Linked DNA regions of Zea mays: region 1 is linked to region 2. Evidence: chromatin contacts called from public Hi-C data. All regions are on one chromosome and are shown on one strand. The core of a region is the stretch at or near the end of the contact, and the rest is flanking DNA. Distances in the headings are between cores, read along the strand shown.

Region 1 (6,840 bases), core at 3,444-5,943, 160 kb before region 2:
TTAACAAATCTTTTATTTCAAAATTATTGGATAAAAAGTTTTTCACTTCCTTGATCACATCAAAACTAGTTTCAAAGATCAGTATGTCATCAACATACAAACACAAGATCACACCTTCATCCATATCATACAGATAGTACACATATTTGCTAGTTTCATTCACAGTAAAGCCAACAAATGTTAAAGTTCTATCAAACCACTAATTTCATTTATTAGGTGCTTGTTTCAGGCTATACAAGCACTTTAATAATTTACACACCATACCTATTTGATCGTTTGCTATGAACACATCTTATTGATCTATATATATCTCCTCCTCTAATTGTTTATTAAAGAAAGTTGTCTTAATGTCTATTTGATGAATTGTGATCAGTAGAGCATCAGGCGAATAAGCATCAAGATAATCCTTGTCTTCTATATGTTGAAACTCTTAGCTACAAGCCTTGCCTTGTACTTTTCTATAGTACCATTAGGTCTAAGCTTTTCCTTGAACATCCATGTGCATTCTATATGTTTACACCCATAGGGACATTCAACGACTTTGTAAGTTCCACTAGACATAATTGAATTCATATTACTCCATATTACTTCCCTCCAAAAATCAACATCTAGAGAGGAATATGCCTTTTCAATAGCTCTTGCTATGTCATCCACAACGTACATAATGTACTCATCATCAAAAGGCTCAATAGTCCTTTGTCTCTTACTCTTTTAGGTTACTACAAAGTCATTTCTTCTCAAGAATTTGCACATGGGATTCTTCAATACTTTATATCAAAATAAAATGCCCAAGGGTATAAGTTGTAGATGCATTTTTAATAGGAACCCCAAGTCTATTAGCTCACTACTAGATGTTCTAGGTGCATTTTTAATAGGAATTTAGTTTTAAAAAGTATAACATCTTTAGACTCCATAATAATACCAACATGCATGTCAGATACTCTAGGCTTTATTATTAAGAACATATATCCAAAGCTGCAAAAGCATAACCAAAGAACATACAAACAATAGTTTTAGGTCCAAGCTTACTATGCTTGTATTTAATAGCACATTCATCTTGTCCAAGCAACCCCAAGTGACGGAACCCCTCTTCTCCAGTAGTGACCGTTTGGCAGCGATGACACATGCATGTGATATATCCTTAACCTCTCTTAATTTTTCAATATACTAGAACATGGGGCGCCCTTACGGGCGCTCTAATGGATGCTTCCTCCAAACTTTGAAAACAAATAATTTTTTTAGACTCGATGACTGAAAAATGCAACACAATAATGGATGCTTCCTCGTAACTTTGAAAACAAACATTTTTTTAGACTCGATGACTGAAAAATGCAACACAAACAAAAGCATAGTCGATAGAGAACCAGGCTTGACATTTATCTCAGAGGAAGATACGCTAGTATCTATTTGTTCATCTTAAAAATTTGCTCTGCACATCAGCATTGTTACACTGTCCAAGGTATGTTAGGATTTGTTAACTATGCTCAATGATTGAGGTGCCTCACTATTATTATATGCAGGGTCACAGGTCAAAAGTGAAAGTTCTATCCAGCAGTAGTAGTTGCCAATCACTGAGTATATCTATGGTGCAATGAATGCGCTCTCTAACAATCTGAAAAGTGTAACACCATAAAAGCCATCAACTAAAAATAATAAATTTAGTTATTATGGTAATTAAGATAATAATTTTGTTTTAAGTGTTTAATTATTTATTTGCATTTTAATCATTTTTCTTTGTATGCGCATGATTGAGTATCGGATGTTTTGTAGTAATTCTTTTTAAAAAGAAATCCTAGTAATTAATATAATAATTAAGTAGTATAATAATTATTAGTCTAAAAACAAGTATTTTATTTATAAATAATTTTGGCGAATTTTTATGAATTTTTTAGCTATCTAAAAATGTATTTCAAAATAAAAAAAAACAAAAAAACCAAACCCTAATCTAAAACCGGCCCACCAGGGCCCAACTACCACTAACCCTAGCCGCGCGCTGCTCTCTCCCAGCTGAAGCCAGCCGCCGCCGCCGCCTGTGCTTCCTTCTCCCTCCCTAACTCTCTCTCTCTCCTCTCATCTCTCTCCTATCTCTCTCCCCCCTCTCACCTCTCTCTCTAGCGCGCAGGCGAGCCCCGCACCCCGCGCAGCAGCCCCTGCCCCGCGGCCGAGCCGCGCTGCCGCACGCGCCCAGCGCACACCGACGCCGACGTGCCGCCGAGCCAGGCCGACGCGCCCAGGCCGACCGCGCGACACGAGGCCCCCGAAACCGTGGCTCCCCATGATCATGGCGGAAGGCCAAGGCGCTCAGCCTCGAGGCAGGGGCGCTCCTTCATCTCGTGGTCCTTGACGACGTGGATCTTGAAGGGGATCTGGGCGTGGATCAGCGGTTGCGCGAGGTCCTACGCCTTAGTGAGGTGAAGGCGTCGTAGTTCTCCTCCCGCTTCTTTTGCAGCTCCTCCCGAGGTGAAGGCGGCGTCCTCGGCAGCGTCGTCCTCGTCAGCGACGGAGACCGGGATGGAGCCCCAGTCGACACCGTAGAGGACGGAGGTGGGGCGCACGTGGAGCAGCACGACGGCGTCCCCGGGGCAGAGGTAGTTCTGCACGGCCCACTTGACTGCGAAGGCGTACTCGTCGGAGAGATCAACGGCGATGGCGATGCGACGGTGCGGGGAGGCCGGGTTGCTCCCGGCAAGCGAGGAGAAGAAGAAGAAGCGCGGGGAAGAGGGCTGGATCGTGGCCGCCTGCGCCGCAACCGAGAGCCGCACCGGCGCCGGGGCTGCAGGGACGTCGGCGCCGGCGCCGTTGGAGGGGTTGGTCGCCATGGGGTGGGTGAGTGGGTGGGAGGTGAGTCGTTGGAGGAACACAGATCCAAGAGCGGCGGACGCGGCTGGAGCGTTCTACTGGATTGAATAGGCGTTTCGGGTCCGCCCATGCACACGCGTCGTGACCCTAGCGCTGCACGCCGCGTGAAACGCGGAGGGAGCCCCAAACCCCAGCGCCTTTTAACTAGAAGTAATGTATACGTAGTCCATCTATTTAAACTAAACCAATAAATAGTTAAAATCCTATACAAGATTAAAACTTAAATAAACTGTAATATTTAATATAAGTTTAAAATTTATTTAATTAAGTTAAATAAAATATAGACCAACCCCATGTTAAATCTAGTGATGTACAAACCGATCGCCCAAGTGGCGGACGCAAGGGGTGGGCAATGGGGGCCACGACCCCACCTTAATTTTTTTATAAACTCTTATACATAGACTTAGATATATAATAAAATAAATAAACTTTTATATAGACATAGATATATAATAAATAAATAAATTTTTATATAGTAGGTTGGACTAAATTTAATAAAAACTAGACTTTGATCTAATTTTTTTCTCGATGCTTCACTACTCAGCCCACTCCACACCCGAGTCGTGGTGCTCGTCGTCACGTCGGGATCCTGCACGCAGTACAATTACTTTGCCTTCTAATCCGCACCGGTGGATGGGTAGACTATTAGTGGGATTCTACCTTGGCATCACAGCACCACCCGCCCTCGCTATCTCACAAGGGTCCCGTCGCGCCGTCGCAACGCGACAATGACTGTCGCTTGCTGCCACCGCCTTTCGCCTCGTCGTTGCCATCTACCGTCGTATCGTCGCCTGCCCTCGCTATCCCACGCCTATTGTCGCCAGTGGCAGGCACAGGGGTGTTTCATGGGTATTCATTGAATACCTAAGTTTTTGGTGATCTATACTAATTTGTTAATAGTGTATTACACAAAATAGCGTTAGAACACTAATTTCTTTAATCTTTTGAATTTTTGAATACCCAATCTCAAATGCTTGGCCCGCTTCTGATTGTCGCCTCACCGTCGTCATTTTGCGGTGGAGTCGCTGACTCTCCACACCGACGTGCTAATACGCCCGCTTCGCCCTAACTTCCAGTCCCCGCTAGTCCACCCTTTTGTTTTCTCTAACTCTCCTTTAGGGTGGCCAAAATGAAGTTTCGGTATTCATGCTATTTTAGAACACTACTCATATTATCACTTAATCTCCATGTTATTATTATGGAACTATTTTTATCAAATAGTATAGTATATTGATTTGTCCCCTACGTTATCGGCCTCACCTGAAATTTTGTCTTGCGTCCGCCACTGGACCACCCGACCTGGTTTGGGCAGGTCGAGCCTATCAGACCCGCGGGTTTGGTTTCCTGAATGGGTCTAATACGTTACGGGTTTATATGGGCCGTGCCGGTCTGAACAGACCTAAAAAGCGGTTTAATAAAAAAAATAAACGGGCCGCCGGCCGCCACGCAGCGTCCAACAAAAATAAGGTCTTTGTTTCCGACCAGCATTTCTACGGACATGGCCTTCGGGTCACCTCGGCTGGAAATACGCCATTGTGGAAGAATTACATACATACAAGCGACCAAAACATTTCGAAATCAGCCCTGCGTACGTATGTTGGTTTGTTAATAAACTAGCACACATGTACGATCGAAAAAAAAATACGGATTGTTGGTCGGACTAGTTCCAAGCAGCAGTAGGAGGCATGAGTGACATGCAAGGTAGTGATTAAGTATAGCAGATGCACGTCTAACCATCCCTCCACGAGTTGATCAAGACCTGCCAAACTCGGCCAAGCACAGCACGGACGTACTACTAGTAAACCGTAACTGAATTGATGTGACCTGATCGTCAGCATTGTGTGCGCTCTGCGTCGTCCATCGGTCTGCAATATAATCCACCAAGCAAAGGAAATAATAGCCTCTCTCACTCGTGGAATAGAATACATAGGAGAGGAGAGAATAGAGATGCAGGGGGAAATCTGCTAGACACGTCTCGATCGATCTCCCTATATATACTAGCACCAGATTTTACTTTTGATTTACCACCCCTGCTGATCTCGTACGTACAACTAGCTAGCAGGCTCTACTACTCCATAGCCAACACTAGCTGCAGCAGCACTGCTGCTCCGGCCTCCGGTCATGGACGACTACGGCAACGCGAGCGCGGGCACGGCGGCGCCGCAGCCGCAGCAATATTACTGCCGCTCCGTGTCGCCGCCGTCCAGGGTGTCGTCGTCGTGCTCGCCGCCACCGCCTCCTCCTCCTCCCGCTGTCCTGCAGGTGGTGGGCAACGTGCCGCCGCCGACCGTCGTCCTGAGCCCGTGCGCGGCGTGCAAGATCCTCCGCCGCCGCTGCGCCGACGGCTGCGTGCTGGCTCCCTACTTCCCGCCGACCGAGCCCGCCAAGTTCACCACGGCGCACCGCGTCTTCGGCGCCAGCAACATCATCAAGCTCCTCCAGGTGTGTACGTGTGGGGACACAGGCAGGTCTGGAAGCGTCCCCGCGCGCGCGGCAACAATGCTAGCTGTGCTGACATGCGTATGTATGTATATATATAAACGCTGCAGGATCTGCCGGAGAGCTCGCGCGCGGACGCGGTGAGCAGCATGGTGTACGAGGCGGAGGCGCGGCTGCGGGACCCAGTGTACGGGTGCGCGGGGGCGGTGTGCCGGCTGCAGAAGCAGGCCAACGAGCTCAAGGTGCAGCTGGCGCGCGCGCAGGCCGACCTGCTCAACGCGCAGGCCAAGCACGCCAACCTGCTCGCCCTCTTCTGCGTCGAGATGGCCAATCGCCGCGGCAACCAGCAGCACCCGTCGCCGCTGACGACGATGATGGACGGCGGCGGCGGCGGCGGATTCGGCGCGGCGGCGTACTACCAGCAGACGACGTTGTACGACTCGGACCTGGACTCGGCGACGACGTGGCCGGATCACGAAGCCCAGCTCTGGACCTAGCTCATGCTTCTATCGATCTCGACTACTACAAGTACTTTTTGTTGCATAAACAAATACTAGCTAGTACGTAGCACATGCATGTGCGTTCTGCAACGGCAACGTTTGCATCTTGTCGGATGCTGCTGCAAGAACGCTGTGCAGCCGGCCGTAATTACGAAGTATACCCCCGTCAATATACGATTAGTTGCTCTTGATGAATGAATGCATCTTGTCTTACTCCGTGTTACTGTCACGTAACGAACAGATTGGACTGATGACGACGATGCTGACCAAAAATATCTGTTACGATCATACAGTAGCATATAGTACAAACAAGCAAGTACACATAGGTTGAGCATTCGGTTTATTAGGTTAATTGCTCGGTTTATATAGATTTGTGAAATTTCGTGTTTAAAAAATGAGAACCGAAATTTTTAAAATAATTTTAGGAATCGAACCCAAATAGACTCACAATTTCGGTTCGGTCTATTCGATCCACCGAATAGACCCAAATAGTATTCACTTCAAAAATAGACCCAAATAGTAGAGAGACTAGTATTTTTTATTAAAATATATACAATTAATAATTAATTGGAAGTACTATTATTACAACAAGTGACTATAAAAAATAGCATACAGAGATATATATTATCGTTAAGATGATATCATTATTTTTAGCTAATAAGTTCATAAATCATATATAATAATATCATCACATATTAAGAGCTTTTTTATATTCTGAGTTATTCGGTCTATTCGGGTTTTAAAGGTAAGGAACCGAACCTAAACCCATACCCCGAAATATAGCGCATATAAGAAATGAATCAAACCCGAAAACTCAAATAGACCGACAATTCGATCTATTCGAGTTTGGTTCGGATTCAGATTCGGTTTTCGGTTTTAAAATACCCATCCCTAATTACACAACTGATAAGTATCCCCAGTTCCCCACGGCCGGTGTTAGCATGGTCTGACTTTGCTACGTACTATCTACTGCTAGCATGTTTGCGTGTGCTACTGCTATTGCTACCCGAACTGATTTTAGGCAATTGCCGGACGTACGGCT
Region 2 (6,623 bases), core at 299-2,798:
TGTCCTCTGGCTCTTGCATCTGTCTGAAGGCCTTAGCAAATATGATGTTTGTTGCACTGCCTATATAAACCAGAATATCATGGACCAGAAATCCCTTGATGACACAAGACATGACCATAGCATCATTATGAGGGTAATCTTTGAGCTGAAGGTCCTCCTGGGAGAAGGTGATTGGGATGTGGGACCATTTTGACTTGATGAAGGGTTCCTGCACCCCAACATGTTGTACCCTTCTCTGAGCCTCCTTCTTCTGCTTCTTGTTGGCCGGTTCTGAGCTTGAACCGCCTATTATCGGGAGCACCAGCTTCGTAGCCGAAGCTACTTCAACTTGATTGTTGAACGAAGCCATCAGCTCAACAGTGGAAGTGAGTTCACCGACGGTGGGCGCCAATGTTGGGGACTTGTTCTCAAATGCTACGAGTTAAGAACAAGGCAACACAAAGTATTAAATGTTAATATCCTTCGTCCTTCGAAGCATTATTTTCCTTAGGACATAACGATCTTCAGACGAAGGTCATGAAGGACGTACATTCATCATCATGGTATATGATAATGAAAGACACAACATATGAAGCACAAAAGATAATATAAATAATCATACAAAATTATCCACATATCTTCATTATATAAACCTGAATAATCAAAAGACGATATTTAATTACATTTGTACCTTCGGCTTGATAGAAGACAAAAATACGAGCGTTGCGCACGAGTGAATACAAGATAGCGTGAACAGTACATGGGTACTGTTCATCTATTTATAGGCACAGGTCGCAGTCTGTGAGAAATTACATTCATGCCCTTTACAAATGTTTACAATTATAATACAAGCTTTCACGGGCCGATTGATCATTTCATCTTTAAGTCGGTGTATCTGAAAATGTACTCTGAAGCTCTCTAATTGATAGCTTCGGCTTTGTGTTAATCTTCCGAAGGTGTTTCTTCTTATGGCACTTTCGGCGACAAAGCAGACTCCCAACAGTAAACTTTTGTTTCTATTTTCTTTTGCTTAATATATAATGGAGCGCAGTTCTCTTGCGCGTTCGAGAAAAAAGCAAGTTAAAATCCACACCAATCCATTCCAATACACTTTAATCCACATAAAATTAGAATAACCGAACAAGGTCTTAAGTGGCCTGTGAGAGTGTTGGGTTATCGTACAAATTGTTCGGAACCTTCTAAATTTATATTTGAATTTAGCAATTTGTTTGTATTTAATATAGCAATTTAAGTTGGGAGGGCAAAGGCAGAACAAACCCCAGTTACGATCCTTATCAGCAAGCAGCCAGCCAAGACGCTGACACCAATCAGGGACTGGAGAACTCACCAGAAAGAGGCCACTGGTAGCAGATTTCGCCCGCGTGTGATGCGATGCCACAGTCCCGCACGGAAGAACCGCCGCCGCCGCGGAGGCGCGGACACGTACACCCTCTGTCCCGAATCAGAGCAGTTGCTACTCCTTTGCGAGAAAAAAAAAATGGAAACGCCCTTCAATCTCCAAAGTGCGCTTGCTTATATAAACGTACGGGCGCGTGCCCCCTTTCGCCAGGCGCGCGGTTTCCAGGCGGTTCCTCCTCCAGACTCTAGAGAAAGAAGGCGCATCGTGAGCGAGAGAGAGAGAGGCAATGGCGTCGGCGACGTTCCTGGAGGTGCTCCTCGCCATCTTCCTCCCGCCGGTCGGCGTCTTCCTTCGCTACGGCTGCGGCGTAAGTGGAACACTCACCTCACCTCACCTCAAGGACTATATATGTAGGCTGCTCGATCGTATGCTGTGCTCTGTTCGATGGATGATTATATGATGGATGGATGGATGTTGCAGGTGGAGTTCTGGATCGACCTCTTGCTGACCGTGCTGGGGTACATTCCGGGGATCATCTACGCCGTGTACGTGCTGGTGGCTTAAGTTGTGCGAAGAGGAGGACATGAAGACTCTCGATCTGTCCAGAAGTACGTAGTGATGTGAGGACTTCTCCCAGTCCCAGTGTGCATGTCTGTCTCGATTACGCGAATTAGGAGTGACTATCGGCTGATGTTGTTAATAAAACGTGTGTGGGTGCTGCAAGCAAAGTTGTGTAGTTGGGGGCAGAAATGTTTATCACAGCATTGTTTTTTTTTTTGTTTCTTTCTTTTACCGGAGGAACCGCACTGCGATTGCTGGAACGTAATTGCTGTTGTGTCAACAGTTGCTTGCGGTTTGTGATTTATTAGAACTTTTTTTTAGCTAGGGCCTATCTTCATGCGAACGAAATTCGGCAGAAACCAAGGCTCAGTGGCGGCGGGCCTCCTTTACGGCCACTATTAAACGACGACTCCCTCACGGATAGCCCGTTGCTTCCCACGCTGCTTCCAGTATGCAGCCATTTCCTTGATGTGTTGTTGTAGCCTGTTCCGGCAGAGCTCCCGAACCTGCATTTCAGCATCTGACAACCATCTCTCTTCCTCAAGGAAGTCAAACATTAGGATTATGAATTTGCAATTTGGCAGAATCTGAGGGGGCGCCCTGTTACGCCTGGCCCAAACCTTTACCGCAGATCTGGTGCTCTTGAGGCAGCTAGCAAGGCGTCCGGCAGCGTCCGTAGAACCGGAGAGGCAACGCCAGGCCGGGAGGATGGAAGGGAGGAAGCCTGGTTTCTTGAGCCAGGCATTTTCGAATCTGAAGGAGTTGGACTTTGGGACTGTGGTGGACATGGTTGCGATGATGGGTTTGTGATCAGAAGTGATTCTGACAGATGAGGTTAGTAGGGCTGAGGGGAAGACATTGTTGAAGGTTGCATTTGTGAAGGCACGGTCGAGTCTGGCAAGGATAGGTGAGCGACGTTTATTTGACCAGGTGTAGAGACAGTCTAACAGAGGAAGTTCAGCAAGACTAAGGTTGTGGATCACGTCATTAAACTGATTGCAGAGGAGCTGGTTCACAGTGCCAGTGTTCTTATCTTTGGCATCGCGGATGAGGTTAAAATCCCCAACAATGAGCCAAGGCCCAGAGATGCTGGCACCAATTTCCAGCAGGATGTCAAGGAAGGCTGGGGTGTCTCTGTGGTCGGATGGGGCGTAGACGTTTGTGATGTGGATGTCAGAGTTCGAAGCGAGCAGACGGAGATGCACAGTTAGAGCGTGATGATGAACAGCATAGGAGGTGAGATGGAGGACGTCGGGGTTCCAGGCAGTAATTACCCCACCTCGCGTCCCAGCAGCAGGGATGTGCATGAATTTGACAGCAAGGCATGTGGGGAGGAAAGAGTGTGCTTTAAAAGTTGTGATATCGTGGAGTTTGGATTCCTGGATGCAAGCTACATTTGGGGCAATAGACGCAATGGATTCACGAACAAGATTACATTTTTCCGAGTCGCCAAGACCACGAACATTCCACGACATTACAACGAGATTCTTGAGATTACACATAGGGGGGACTAACAAACACCATGAACACAAGGCTAGAGAGGGAATAGAGGTGGACCAGACCATAGACTAGACTGATGAGAACAGAACTAGACAGAGCAGAATAAGTAACTAGGACACAGACCCAAGATAGCCACGGGGTGCAGACCGACCAGCTCACTGCACCTTGAACACCACAGCTGTTGTTCATCATTCTTTGGCGAGCGGCACCACGCCAACAGTATTGGCAGTAGAACATCCCAGGCCTGCTGCACGGACTAGTTTGCGCAGCGCAGGGATCGGGATCGGCGCAATGGATCGACTGAGCAGCCCTTTTTTCTGAACTTCCTGTTTAACAGCAGCAGAGCAACCGTGGAGTGATTCCTTCAATTCTTTGAGTCTAGTAGCCTTCATTGAAGCATGGGCAAAATTGTCGTCTTCTTTCGCAGCAAGCCTGGAGCTCTTGCGGCGGATGGTGGTGATAACACTGGCACGGGGTGGACGACCGATGTGCACCAAACGGGGGGCAGAGGAGGCTATAGGCGAGTTAGTGGGGGTGTTGCAGGGTTTGACGGCCGAGCTATTCGAAGGGACAGGTTTGCTGCGGTCAGGCACATTTTTGGCATTGCATGACATTGGGGATTGGGTGTTTGCTGGAGCGGTTGTAAGTCGGGCGAGGACAGCAGACATGCCAAGGAGTTGAGCAGCAATGGATGCATTTTGACTCTCTGGGTTGAAGGTGTTGCTGTGGGGGAAAATGGTTGATATGTGAGCAGGATGCTGAGCAGTGGGAGCATGGGGGCATGAGCTTTCAGGCGGCGTTGGAGCAGGTGTGTGTGGTGGCGGTGGGGGTGGGGACGATGGGGGTGGTGGCATGGGTTGGAAGAATGGGCGAATACGTCCATCCGGACCAACCTGATCAGCGCGACGCCAGACACGAATGGGAAACACCTGTGCAATGCACCCCATCCTGGAAACACCATCAGTTGCCGAAATCCAAATTTCAGAGGGTAGATCGAGGTAGTGGTTGAGCTCAAGCAGCACACGCAACGGTCCGAAATTGTCACCAGTAAGGCAGCGTGGATCCACTTCCACTACCTCGCAGCAAGCACCGAAACAGCGTTTGATCACATCTTCAGACCAGGATGAATCACCGAAACAGCAAGCACCAACACGGCATTCCACCATGCCCACGCTACACAGAGGCTAAGGATGAATCATATCAGCAAAATAACTGTACAGGAGCAGGAACTGTATAGCCATGAGACAAAAATTGCAGCCCTCACAAACTACTTCGCCAACATTATGGGAGAGTCTGGCAGCTCCACTTGGTCTTTTGATGTCCATGAGCTCTATGCTGGTCATCCATGCGCATCAGATTCTCTAACTGCTCCCTTCACTGAGCTGGAAGCAGCAACGGCCGTTCGCTCGATGAACAAGATGAGTGCCCCTGGGCCAGATGGCTTTGGCCCCTGTTTCTACTATAGTGCATGGAACACAGTTAAGTTACAAGTGATGGATCTGCTGGGTGCCTTTCATCATGGGAATGTGGATCTTGAAAGAATTAACAGAGCATACATGGTGCTCTTGCACAAGAAACAGGGGTGTACGTCTGTTGACTCTTTTAGGCCGATCAGTCTTCAGAACTGCAGTATCAAGATAATTACAAAGATCCTGACCACCAGACTTCAACAAGAAATCCACAATCTGATCCACTTGGACCAAACAGGATTTATTCGTGGGCGCTCAATCACTGAAAACTTCATCTATGCAATGGAACTGACTCAGTGCTGCCACAAGAGGAGAACTCCAACTATGATCATTAAGCTGGATTTTGCAAAAGCCTTTGATACTGTGAATTGGACTGGGCTACTTACAGTGCTGAAAGCTAGAGGGTTCAACCAAACATGGCAACAATGGATTCTACAACTGCTATGCACTTCTAAGAACGCCGTTCTGCTAAATGGTGTGCCTGGCCCATGGTTCACCTGCAAGCGAGGACTAAGACAAGGAGATCCCCTCTCGCCGTACCTTTTTCTCCTGGTTGCTGACGTTCTGCAGAGCTTGATCCAATGCAACTCCTCTATCCACCATCCGCTTGTGGGTGATAGCCCCTGCCCAGTCTTACAGTATGCGGATGATACCCTTATTCTCCTGCGTGCCAACATTGCAGACATCACAGCTCTAAAATCAGTTCTTGATGCTTTCTCAGAGGCTACAGGGCTAAAGATCAACTTCCATAAAAGTACTGCAGTGCCCATAAACGTGGACAACACCCAACTCTCAGACATGCTTAATATTCTTGGATGCAAACTTGAAGGTTTCCCACAGACTTATCTAGGCCTACCTCTGTCCAGCACGAAACTACACCTATCAGCATTCACACCCCAGATTGCAAAAACTGACAAATATCTAGCAGGTTGGCAAGCCTCCCTCCTAACGCCCATGGGAAGAGCTGTCCTGGTCAACTCTGTTTTGGACAGCCACCTCATTTATATCATGTCTGCAATCTCTCTTCCATTGGGAGTTGTCGCACAAATTGATCGCAGGCGACGTTCCTTTCTGTGGACTGGGGAGGACAAAGCCTCTGGAGCGTGCTGCCTGGTTGCATGGGAAAAAGTTTGCACCCCAAAGGTAGTGGGGGGACTTGGAATCAAAGACCTCAGACTGCACAACAGATGCCTCCTTGTCAAGCTAATTCATAGGTTTCATTCAGCTCCTAACTCCTCTTGGGCGGCTTGGGCAAGAGCAAACTGCAACGTGGCTACCTTGGAGGGTGATGTGCACGGGATGCACTGGAACAACCTGCGCGCGGTGCTACCCATCTACCAGGCCATCACTACTTCCGTAGTCGGAAATGGCCATAACACAAACTTCTGGCATGACGCTTGGTGTGGGGAAGATGATCTGGCAACACGCCTACCAGCGCTCTACTCTCACTGTTTGGCCAAGCAATCAAGTGTCCACGACATTGTCACAAATGGACTATCTCTAGTCCCTAGACTTTCAGATCAGGCACAGATGGAACTCCATCAAGTCCAGGACATCATCAATGATTCTGCCCTCAGTCAACAGCAAGACACTCGCGTCTGTTCGTTTGTCTCTCAGAGTGGAAAATTCCAAACATCCAAGCTCTATGATTTCCTCAAAAAGCAAGATAGGGTGACGAACCCTGCTGCAGCCTTCATTTGGAGCAATAAAGCGCCACCGAGAGCCCAATTCTTCGCTTGGCTACTCACCCAGGG

What was found. A called contact is a pair of places that touch in the nucleus more often than the background predicts.
Region 1: a contact with region 2 is called in a Hi-C map of leaf, with 9 times the contacts expected there. The contact joins the promoter of LOC100280810 here to the promoter of LOC100276319 in region 2. A contact is called at or near these places in 4 of 25 Hi-C or Micro-C datasets (endosperm, leaf and root tip).

The regions. Positions count from the first base shown.
Region 1 is chr1:43,963,347-43,970,186 of Zm-B73-REFERENCE-NAM-5.0, reverse strand. LOC100280810 reads left to right here and starts at 4,693. Exons shown (of 2, transcript XM_034059576.1): 1 at 4,693-5,301; 2 at 5,409-6,014. The coding sequence starts at 4,981. The coding sequence ends at 5,795. It also overlaps the pseudogene LOC109940968.
Region 2 is chr1:43,798,733-43,805,355 of Zm-B73-REFERENCE-NAM-5.0, reverse strand. It overlaps LOC100276319, which reads left to right and starts at 1,548. Exons shown (of 2, transcript NM_001363954.1): 1 at 1,548-1,706; 2 at 1,820-2,100. The coding sequence starts at 1,626. The coding sequence ends at 1,903.